Linked DNA regions of Zea mays: region 1 is linked to region 2. The links are chromatin contacts, called in public Hi-C maps. All regions are on one chromosome and are shown on one strand. Each heading gives the region's core, a stretch centred on a gene start, on an enhancer-like site or on the middle of the called end of the contact. The rest is flanking DNA. Distances are from core to core; before and after follow the strand shown. Region 1 holds the start of LOC103627725 (transcription factor TCP14). Region 2 holds the start of LOC542643 (NOD26-like membrane integral protein ZmNIP2-1).

Region 1 (5,337 bases), core at 1,266-3,765, 210 kb after region 2:
AAATAATTCTAGTTAAAAAATAAATATAAATATGACTCGATTTTAATTCGATTCGATTATTAAACTTTGTAGCGTAAAATGTAAAGCCCGTTACCACCCTGTACCGTAAGGGGGCTCCATGTCCGAAAGCCAGTAGGAAAGGCTCAGGCCCACCCGTCCTGATGTAAGATTTGTAGCTCATTGCATTTATCAAAATACAAACTGTATTTGTATATAGAAAACAAATAAAGATTGCCTAGTCCACATCCACCTTAACATTGGCCCCAACTAACCAACATATGGATCGTTCAAGAGGCTACTTGTATGTCGTTGTGGCTTTTATTCCATTACTATCAGTAAATACATGCATAAAAAACATCGTCGTTGATTCTTTAAAAGATCAATATGCATATGTAACGTATATCGCCATGCACGCACCAACCCATGCATCAGCACATTATTAGCAATAAACCTTGAGAAACATTTGCCTTTTAAACTGAAAAACGAACGCAATGGGGTTTGGAAATGACCATCCTAATTCCTAGCAGTATAAATTACAGTATGTTTGAAATTAATGTCATGATATGTAACGGCTTGGAATATCTACTTGAACGAAAATTCCACAAGAAGAAAGAGAAGAAAAAAAGGGCTGAAAAATAACTGTGTGTACTAGTGGCCTGCTTATAACAGAAACACCGGGTGGTCATATTTGGTACTTTTGATGATTCAATGTGGACTAGGCAGAAGGAAAGAGAACCAAACATCAATCGATGTTAAAGGCGCTATTTTCTGGTCATTTCTGTCTCTGCCTATGGCCATAGCTCTCTCATGTATCTTCCCATCACCGATGTTGTGATCATGTGGCAAACATATTTGACAGGAAGTTGAGAGAGACGAACTAGGCCCACTTCTGAGATGATCGGAGAGGAAAAGAGAATGAGGGATTTGGCATGGCTCTTGGTTGGGGTCCTTGTATGAAACTCAAAAAAAAAAAAACTACAATTGTTGTGTGTCATGCTTTGAACGACATGCATGTTGTTGCTTAGATGCGCAGGGGTATGACCATAGAGGTAACTAAACCACTTAGAGCTTATAGTTAGTTTGGCAACACCATTTTATCAGGGATTTTCATTTTCCGGGGAAATAGAGTTGTCAAACTAGAACTTAGAGTCTGATTGGTTCACTTTCCTAGCTAGTCTGGCTTGCATATAGGAACCAGCAGGCTGCACGGAGCCAAGTCAAGGAGGAGCACATGCCCTTATTTGGTTGTCATCTAAAAGTTGACCGTCTCTAGCACTCAGAGATGGTCGGAGCACGTTTAGAAAAGGCGGTCGCAGCAGCGGCTCAGCTTAATGTGTGTTGGCCTCTCCACTTATCGGTTTCCCACGACGACAACTACACAGAGGTAGTCTTTTGGTGCCATTTTTATTGCATTAAAAAATTTATCACAACAAATTTCAAAAACAAAACTTTGCAGAGCAGGGCATAAATTCCTTCGTGTTGTTGCGGCCCCTTTTATGTAGCAGTTCTGTTTCAGTTTACAAAACGTTCGCGTACACCAGGTCCATGCATGGCAGAAACACCACGAATTCTAAGGCTGGCAAACAAAGGAAGTAGCAAAAGGCTAATACAAAAGGCAACAGAATGATTACTTGTTGAGCTAACCCTACTTTATTATATCTTTGTCTGCTGTTGTTGCTCCCATACAGATTTTTCCCAAACAATTATATTCTTTAAAGATCAACTGTCATTTGTAAGAAGATATACAAGAAGTGTACTCTGATTATACTACAGGCGCGATTTGTGTCATTAAGCACGTACACAGTAGCACACACATGGCACATGGCAGTAGCAGATATCCACGTCGATCTGTTCACTACACATAAAAATGATGAAATGTGGAGGGGGCTACTGGGAAAGCACAAACATTTGCCGTATAACATAAGAGCAAAGAGAACTGGTGCGTGCTAACAACTTTTCCTTGTGTATTTTGACTTGGAGAGTGGCGGCTACAGTGTGCATGCAGTGCCATTGGGGATTGTTGAATGATAGAGAGCACCACACGTGGAATCTGAGCCACTGACTGCCTCTTTGAAACAGAAAAAGGGCCGGGGGAGAAAATATGGGGTGATTGGTGGGGAAAAAATATTTACATTTGGGATATAAAGAATCTCTTTTACAGTTCCTCATATATATGACCTGTTGTTCTATATAAATAGAAGAAAAACAAATTACTAAAAAGTTATTTTGTAAATTTTGATCTGCCTTTGTGGCCCTTCGATTAAGTGTTGGATATAAGGGGTTGTAAAAGATGGTGTTTCGCTTGGTGAGAGAGAATAGTGTCGTGGCATTCTTCTGGTGGTTAAACGGGAGATTCGTCTGTTAGCATCAGGAGAACATACCACGTTATGTTCTGCCACAGTACTGATGCACACTGTGCATGCGGGGATTAGCTAGCTAGGTGAACCTAATAATTTCCCCTCCCCCTCTGCTGTTCCTGTCTCCTCCGCCCTGCAGCTTATCCTCCTCACACCCACCGGTCTCCGTCCATGTACACTCATGTAGCAGCAGACTATACTATAGCGGTCTCTTTCTCTCTTTCTTCCTCCGGCTCCCTCCTCCTCCCATTCTATCCGACTCCGAGCATACCAGGATTCCATTTATCCGTCCATCTCTCTCCTCAAACCCTACAAAGTACAGCACCATCCACTTCCGGCCGCCAGCTTCGTCCCTTCTCCCCCCTGGCCTTCTCCTAGCTAGGGTCATCTAAATACTCATCTGCTCCTGCTTCCTCTCTCTCTCTCCCTCCCTGCTGAAATCACAGATGAACCATATCAAAAGGCCATAAGATAGTGTGTGTGATCTCCCACACGCACACACAAACGCAAGCTCGCTACCGGCCTTCCATCCATCAACCATCTTCTCTCTCATCATATATTCATATCATATGAGCAAGGATTCTTTCCACCCTACAATCTTCTTTCCCTGATAGCTAGCCAGCTCTCTCTCTTGGACTCTCTCTACAACCACACCTAACCTTCTCGGTCGGAGCTAGAGACCCACACCAGCAAGAGAGAAAGAGAAGAGGCAGGAGACATCAAGCCGTTCCACTCTCTTCCAAACAACTAGACCACTCCATTTACCCCGCAAGGAAACATACCAGCCAGGAGAGATACTTGTATCACTAGCTGTGTATATACACCATGGCTTAATTGACCATGGACGTCGCCGGCGACGGCGGAGGCGGCCGCCGCCCCAACTTCCCTCTGCAGCTCCTGGAGAAGAAAGAGGAGCAGCCGTGCTCCATCTCCGCTGCGGTGGGCGCGTCAGCGGGAGGCAACGGGAATGGATCGGGGGCCGTCGGAGGTGAGATGCAGCAGGTGCGGAAGGCGGCACCCAAGCGGAGCTCCACCAAGGACCGGCACACCAAGGTGGAGGGCAGGGGGCGTCGCATCCGGATGCCAGCGCTGTGCGCGGCCCGGGTGTTCCAGCTGACGCGGGAGCTCGGGCACAAGACGGACGGCGAGACCATCGAGTGGCTGCTGCAGCAGGCCGAGCCGGCGGTGATCGCGGCCACCGGCACCGGCACCATCCCGGCCAACTTCACCTCCCTCAACATCTCCCTCCGCTCCTCGGGCTCCTCCTTCTCCGCCCCGGCCCACCTACGCGCCGCCTTGCCTGCTAGCCCCGCCACCGCAGCCCGGTTCGGCCGTGCTGACGCGTGGGACCGGGTTGTCGGCCTTGCCTTCCCTTCGGAGGGCCCGGCCTCGTCATCTTCGTCGCCGTCGCCTTTGTTGCTTAATTTCAACTCCGGCAGCGTCGGTCTTGACGCGCAACAGTCGCCGTCTGCCGCGGCTGCAGCCGCAGCCGCCGATATGACAAGGAAGAGGCGGTGGGAACAAGAAATGCAGCAGCAGCAGCAGCAGCAAGCGCAGCAATATCAGCAGCAGATGGCGGGGTACACGCAGAGCCAAATGCCGGGCACCGTGTGGATGGTGCCGAGCAGCAACAACACGCAGGGTGGTGGTACACCTTCCAGCGGCGGCAGTGGCGGATGCACCGGCGAGTCTATCTGGACGTTCCCGCAGATGGGCAGCGCCACCGCCGCGGCTGCCGTGTACCGGGGGAGCGTGCCGAGCGGGCTACATTTCATGAACTTCCCCGCACCGGTGGCGCTGCTTCCAGGGCAGCAGCTTGGGCTCGGCTCCGTGGGAGGCGGCGGCGGCGGCAGCGGAGGCGGCAGCGGAGGCGAGGGGCACATGGGGATCCTCGCCGCCCTCAATGCGTACCGGACACAGGTGGTAACGGATCCCGCGGCCAGTCAGGGCGGGGGAGGTGGAGGCGGCGGGTCTGGCCAGCAGCAGCAGCACGGTGGCGGGCGCGGCGACCGGCACGAGAGCATGAGCACCAGCGACTCGTAGCCGCCGACGGGGGAGTCGTCACCGAGGATACCATGCATCGCTCTGGTGTGGCTTTTGATCTGTTCTTTGTCTTGGTTTCATTTTTTTTTCTTGCTTTCCTTTTTGTGGTTTCCTTCCTCTCTCATCCAAGCTAGACGAGACGATACACCCCTGCGAGAGGATTACACTTAGCTGCACTACTCCATGGTATGCGGTAGGATCAGAATCCTTACGTGAGCTGTACGATTGTTCATGGGAAGAAGAGAGGAGGGAAACACAGCAGCAGCAGAGAGAGATTGTTCATTTTGTTCTTTAGTTTTAGGGTTTGCATTGATCAAGTGCGAGCAGAAGAGATTTTTATCAAGCATGATGGCATCATTCAACTGCCGTGACTAGGGTTCGAATTTTTTTTCATCCTTTTTTCAGCCACTATAACTCTTCCATTTTGCAGAGTTGAGGAGTTCGTTGCTTGATAGTATGATATACTTAATATACTCCCTACGGTCCAAAATTAAAATTCGTTTTAGATAATTAACGGATTCACACAATATTTGATGTATACAATATTTGATATATGTATTTTATACATGTGTCTAGAATCTAGATTCATTATCATCTATCCGAATATAGACATAAAAATAAGAGCTAAAACGACTAATATTTTAGGACGGATGGAGTAATATTCTACTGGAGTGCTATTTTTCACCAGTAACAAATCTTGGAGCGTAGTTTCAGCAACGACTACCGCTAGGGTTTTTGATCCGGCGACCGGATTACTTTCGTTTTCTGCTACATGCATATGCCATCTAAAATTAAATTAGGGGGTGTTTGGTTTATAGAGACTAAACATTAGTCCCTCCACTTTATTCCATTTTAGTTCATAAGTTGTTAAATAGGGAAACTAAAATAGAGTTTTAGTTTCTATATTTAGTAATTTAGGGAGTAAAATGGAATAAAA
Region 2 (5,941 bases), core at 1,748-4,247:
GAATCATATACGCCTACGCAGCTATGGCGACGGCTGGGGCCTCAGGGTATGCAGTGGCCAACATGTACAGATGCTTCTACTGCTGATCACTTACTAATAATCTAACCCCAAAAGAAGTTAATAGGCACGGTGATGGGACTGATCACTTACTAGCTCAGTTAGTACAGGGTGCTAAGGAGGTGTGGACCGGAGCACCATGCACGACCAGCTGCTGGCCAGGCCCGAATCGGGATGCCATTGCCGTAGAGAAGTTCTTGCAACCAATGCAATGGTTACGTCTCTGAAGCCGGAACACTACCAGCAGTGTGCTATCACGATTTCAGGGTGATTTGATGGGGGGAAGTTGATATGGTTCTTGTGTGTCGAGATCCAAGTTCTGGGGTCAGGCTTGAGCCAGGACAGCACTATATACAGCTGCAAGAATATATCTATCTAGTGCTTGGATTTGGGCAAAGCAGGTAAATCATGCACGATGATTCTACTACAAATAATGGTGCTTCTTCAGAATCAGACACCAGGTGCTGAACTTGTGGCCAGGGGTCCAGCCGTCCAGGTCCAGGTCTCCAGGACACTGTACTAAACAGTGGCCTAATAAGCAGATATCGGATGGCGCGCCTTGACAGTTGACACAGGTCGCAGGTGTCGCGGCTAGGTTGGATTTGAGCTCGAGATCAGAGCAGTTCAGTGTGGAACCTGAACTGTGTTTATTTTTTAAATTTACGGGTGATAACTGGTATGATTGGCTGCAGGGCACAGGGCAGGCTGATTACAAGAGCTTGATTGGACTGGAGTGACGACGACCTCTCAAGTTCTGGTGCGTAGTGTGCAGCGTAGGTGCAGACAAAGCAAGACAATGATCAGCAAATATATATATACATATCAATAATTAGTAGTGTGTGTCAGGATGCATCTCCGGCTGCTCTCTCTGATCGATTTCTCGTCAGCTATCATGGTTCGGTTCCCGTGGACGAGAGCCTCTCGTGGCTTCATGCTAACGCAATGTTTTTAGAATCACACAGCTTCAGCAGCAGAGCCGTCTGCTTCGCCTTTAAAACGAGATCACCCATTCATCAGTTCGCCACACCCGAACACCACACGTGTTTGTGTATGGTATGGACACCAGAAACTGCTGCTTGTACTACGCGTTCTTCTTTTGTAAAGCATCTCTGCACACGTCCACAGCAAAAAAAAAAAAAAAAAAAAAAAAAAAAAAAAAAAAAAAAAAAAAAAATCCTGAGACGCGGCCTCTCTGTACTCTGCAGAGTCCTTTCTTACTGATAGTAACAGTGAGTACAAAGCTATAGGCTGCAAGAGTTCTAGAGGTTTCGGATTTTTCCCGAGCCGAGTGGCTGACTTGAAACGAGTTGTAGTGATCGTAAAAGCCAGCTTCTTTTTTGGAAAAGCACACAGTGGCACGGTATGGAAATGGAAGTCCAATGCAGGCATGCAGCACTGCACTGTAGTTTGCAGCCCACCGGCGCGAAGTGGCATAGCCGCCATACACTCGTGACGTTGGGGGCGTACCAGCACTGTTGACACATCGTGTGGTGGATTGGTGGTCCATGCATGACAAGAGCCTACTAGTACCTCCAGCCTCCAGGCGTGAGAAACGCTGAATCCATTCCATGTACTGACACAATACGGCGGTACAAAAGGCTAGTACCAGAGGGAACAGTGGACAGGTGCTGGTGTTTGGTTTGGTTTCGTCGTTTGCACTTTTGCAGCATGATCGATCAAATCGGCAACCGCTGAGGATCCTATGCAGCGGAGAAGGACGGTGAAAATTTAACTGTCCTCTTGATCCTGAAGACAGTTAGCGGGTTTTTTCGGTCAAGTCCTACTGTCAAAGACGATATTTTGAAGAAGCAAAAAAGTGAAGGAGAGAATACCAGATTAGAGTACACAGGACTGGAAAATAGTGGAAGTAACGAAGATGGTATTTCCAAGAGGCGGCAGGTTGTTCTCGACAGTGACAACCGATGCGAGCACTGGTTCTGAGCTCGTTCAGAAGGCCTGCGCCAGTCCGCAGCAGAGCGGAGCTGCAAACTGCTGCAGCAGGCACGCTGAAGTAAAGTATACAGAGTGGTTAGGATAACTCCGTATTTTGTAATGCGTCCTTAGCAAATCCACAACTGCTCACTGCTCAGCATTTGAATTCGGTCGCTGAGTCGGCGACGACCCTGCCAATTGAAAACTGCTCAGCTGCTCCAGCGCCGTCGGTAACATATGCAAGTGGCGGCAATGGCATGACAGCGCCCCCCTAGACCCACGGTAAAATTGAGTACGGTTTTGTCCTGGTTGCCTCGTTTCTGCTTGGTACGAGCTGCAGTAGATGTCAACTTATACGAAGTCCGGCGAGAGGACGTCGACGCCGCCAAAATATCCGTCCGTCCCTGCAATACAATACGATAGCGTCCCCCCCCCCCCCCCCCCCCCCCCCCTCCCCTGTCCTCCATATTCTAGAATTTGTTCGTCACCCGCTACAGCGCAGCGTCATGACCTCGACGTCGCGCTTTATCCCGCGCATAGTGTACACACTTGCCGATTGATAAACCATTAAACCCCCAAATTATTTTACCTGCGCTGCAGACACAAATAACATTTGTTTTTATTCGCGATCACGGGGGCGATGACGCGAATTCCTGTCCTTAGTAAGAGCAAGTATGTAGGCATGCGAGTTCATGCTTCATATACACCCCCGTCGTCCAGTGGCAGCCCGACAACGTGTTCCGAGAGATTAATAAACTAGCTGGGACGAAACCGGAAATTAATTCATTTTGAGCAGAGAAGAGATAGATGATCCCTGGCCGATTAGGGAGACGTACGCTGCGCGCGCCTCTGTCGATCCGACAAGTAGGCCTAATGAAAAGGCGTTGTGCACCGGCCACATCTGCTAGCAGCTAGCTCACTTCTCGGGGACCTGCCTCGTTCTTCTCCCCTATAAATACCTCCTAGAAGAGCGAACAAACAAGCAAGCAAGCAAGAGACTGAGAGAGGCAGGTAATACATACCTGCGACTGCGACGAGTGAGTAAAGCTTCATCTTCTTCCTCCTTCCTCCGGCCTCTTCCTGAGTGCTGCACGCAGTGCGTAGGAAGGAACTCGCGTACGTACGTGTGCTAGCTAGCTAGCTCGACCACGCGCAGCACGCAGGCGCGTAGTAGCTCGATCGATCGACCGCCGGCCGGAAATGTCGACCAACTCGAGGTCCAACTCCAGGGCCAACTTCAACAACGAGATCCATGACATCGGCACGGCGCAGAACTCCAGCATGCCCCCCACGTACTACGACCGGTCGCTGGCGGACATCTTCCCTCCGCACCTCCTCAAGAAGGTACGCATATATATATGCTGCTGGTGTGGTGACGACCGGCCGGCCGTCGTCTGCTTTCATCCTGTTTTCCGTTTCGTTGCTTTGATTGCTAACCGGCCGGAGACTGATATATGAGCGTGCGTGTGGTGCTCCCATGGAACCCCATCGATCGACAGGTGGTCTCGGAGGTGGTGTCCACGTTCCTGCTGGTGTTCGTCACGTGCGGGGCGGCGGGGATCTACGGCAGCGACAAGGACCGCATCTCGCAGCTGGGGCAGTCGGTCGCCGGCGGGCTCATCGTCACCGTCATGATCTACGCCGTCGGACACATCTCGGGCGCGCACATGAACCCCGCCGTCACGCTCGCGTTCGCCGTGTTCCGCCATTTCCCCTGGATCCAGGTACGCGCCCGTCCGTTCGTCTTCTTGCATCGAAACTCTGAGCCATAGTTGAATTGGTTGGGCATACGTACTAACGTACGATCGGTGCATTCGTTGACATATATATACGTACAGACCTAAGCTCCTCAGTGGCGTATAACAACGCACACCACCAGAGCGATTCATTTTTGCTTTGTTGCTCACCTATTATTCTCCCCCTTGGACGACATTCTTATTTCACTTCTTTTTTAGTAGTCGTGCTGCACACGTTTGTCATGGCGTGATCATGGCCCAAATTATTCACCTTTTTTAAGGCATGCCAAACTATCAAGTCTAGCTTTGTATCGTCATCGAAAAGGAAGTTAAAAAAAATCAACGTTTAGTATATGCTCAAAAAAATGTAACTTCTTGTCCGGGCCAATCAATCATGTACTTACTTCCTCGATCGAGTTTAAAGCTGTAGACACTTAAACTACGACAAATATTTATTCAGATTCACGGCCAAAGCGTCAACTATTGTAGGATTTCTTAACCCAAACAATGTTCACGCGGAATTATAAAAAATATATATTGTAGCAGTGACCTTAGCCGGCCCCCGTTCATTCCCCTCACACGTCGCTTTCCTTGGCCAGTTCGGTCGCCTCGCCTAGCTGAAGCCTGGAGCCAAGCAACAAGTAGCATTAGCTTAGCTGACACGAATAACACAGAGTGCTAGTACTTGTATATATACACGCATAGTAATATAGTATGATACGTTGGGCTTGGCACGGCATGTGAAAGACCTGCCGGTTCCAGCTGACATGAAGCGAAACGGCCAGGCAGAAAAGCTCGTGTATGTAGCCGCGCGCCGTGCCAAGGCCAAAACGCAAGCCTTTGAGCTAGGACGGCCAAGAAGCCAGAGCCCCGCATGGCCATCCACGTCGCTCTCGTGGGCACGATCCATCTCCGCGTTCTCACGGCCGGAGATAAGTGTTCCCTCCCGTCCCGTCCCGTCCCGTCCCGTCCCTTTTTAGCAGAAAGAAAAGCTGCCAGGGTTAATTAGGGGACCGCACCTGATGACTACTTTGGTAAATCCTCTTCGGGGTCGAAGTGGATTAGGTGAAAATCAGCTAATTTTCTCTCCAATCACCTTCAATCTCGAAGATGATTTGAGTTTTCAAACTCTTGCTCGAGAGGTGTGGTGGCCCATCGTGCCGTGGCATGTGCACATGTATTCCTCGGGGGCATGGATGCGCCGAAAACGCCGGCGCGGCGGGCCTCTGGTTCGGCACCCTATTCCGGCTCCGGCAAGCTGGCTGGCCCAGGTGCCGGGCTGCGAGCCCTGTTTGCACGACGTGTGAGGCTGACCCGAACCGATTCGATGTGCCGTGAGCACCGCAGCCGGCCGGCCGGTACGGTGCACGTCCCTGTGCAGAGGTCCTGCAGGGTTTGCTTAATTAAGTATGGTTATAAAGATCGATAGTACTACATGTTTTTATATCTCTGTACGTGACGCGATGCTTGCCGTTTCTTTTTTCTTTCTTTTTTTCCTCCCTGGTCTTGTGGGGGATGCTGCTGCTGACGAGCTAGCGCGTTGCATGTATGTGGCTGCGTGGCTGCAGGTCCCGTTCTACTGGGCGGCGCAGTTCACCGGCAGCATCTGCGCGTCGTTCGTGCTCAAGGCCGTGCTGCACCCCATCGCCGTGCTGGGCACCACCACGCCGACGGGGCCGCACTGGCACTCGCTCGTCATCGAGATCATCGTCACCTTCAACATGATGTTCGTCACCCTCGCCGTCGCCACGGACACGAGAGCGGTAAGTATTATATTAGTAAAGCAGCAGCTAGCGATTGCTGGCTGTTGTGTTTCGCGGTGAGCAAGACGTACGATTCTGACTGTTTCGCTGTGTTCGTGGAATGATGATGCAGGTGGGTGAGTTGGCGGGGTTGGCAGTTGGTTCCGCGGTTTGCATTACGTCCATCTTCGCAGGGTAAACAAATACATAAATACGCACGCACGCCGGCCGGGCTATTCAATTCGTAGGATACTTAATCCAAGTTAGAAAAATAGTTTAGTTGAGAGGGCTACGTCGATTTCAGTACTAGACTACTAGTAGTAAACAAGAGCAAAGATCCAAAGCATGATTAGCCGACAGTAACAATTCTTTAATTCAGCTAGCTAGCAAGCATGTACTACTAACTAAACCCTGAGTGAGTAGCTAGCACGCCAGCACTCCTGAGCCCCTGACCTGGCTCGCAACGTGAATCTG

What was found. Hi-C and Micro-C count contacts between places; a contact is called where the count stands out from the background.
Region 1: a contact with region 2 is called in a Hi-C map of ear, with 2.0 times the contacts expected there. The contact joins the promoter of LOC103627725 here to the promoter of LOC542643 in region 2. A contact is called at or near these places in 3 of 25 Hi-C or Micro-C datasets (ear, endosperm and root tip).

What each region holds. Positions count from the first base shown.
Region 1 is chr5:215,363,929-215,369,265 of Zm-B73-REFERENCE-NAM-5.0, forward strand. It overlaps LOC103627725 (transcription factor TCP14), which reads left to right and starts at 2,516. Exons shown (of 1, transcript XM_008648035.3): 1 at 2,516-4,791. The coding sequence starts at 3,198. The coding sequence ends at 4,400.
Region 2 is chr5:215,152,271-215,158,211 of Zm-B73-REFERENCE-NAM-5.0, forward strand. LOC542643 (NOD26-like membrane integral protein ZmNIP2-1) reads left to right here and starts at 2,998. Exons shown (of 5, transcript NM_001112167.1): 1 at 2,998-3,333; 2 at 3,489-3,713; 3 at 5,294-5,488; 4 at 5,601-5,662. The coding sequence starts at 3,190.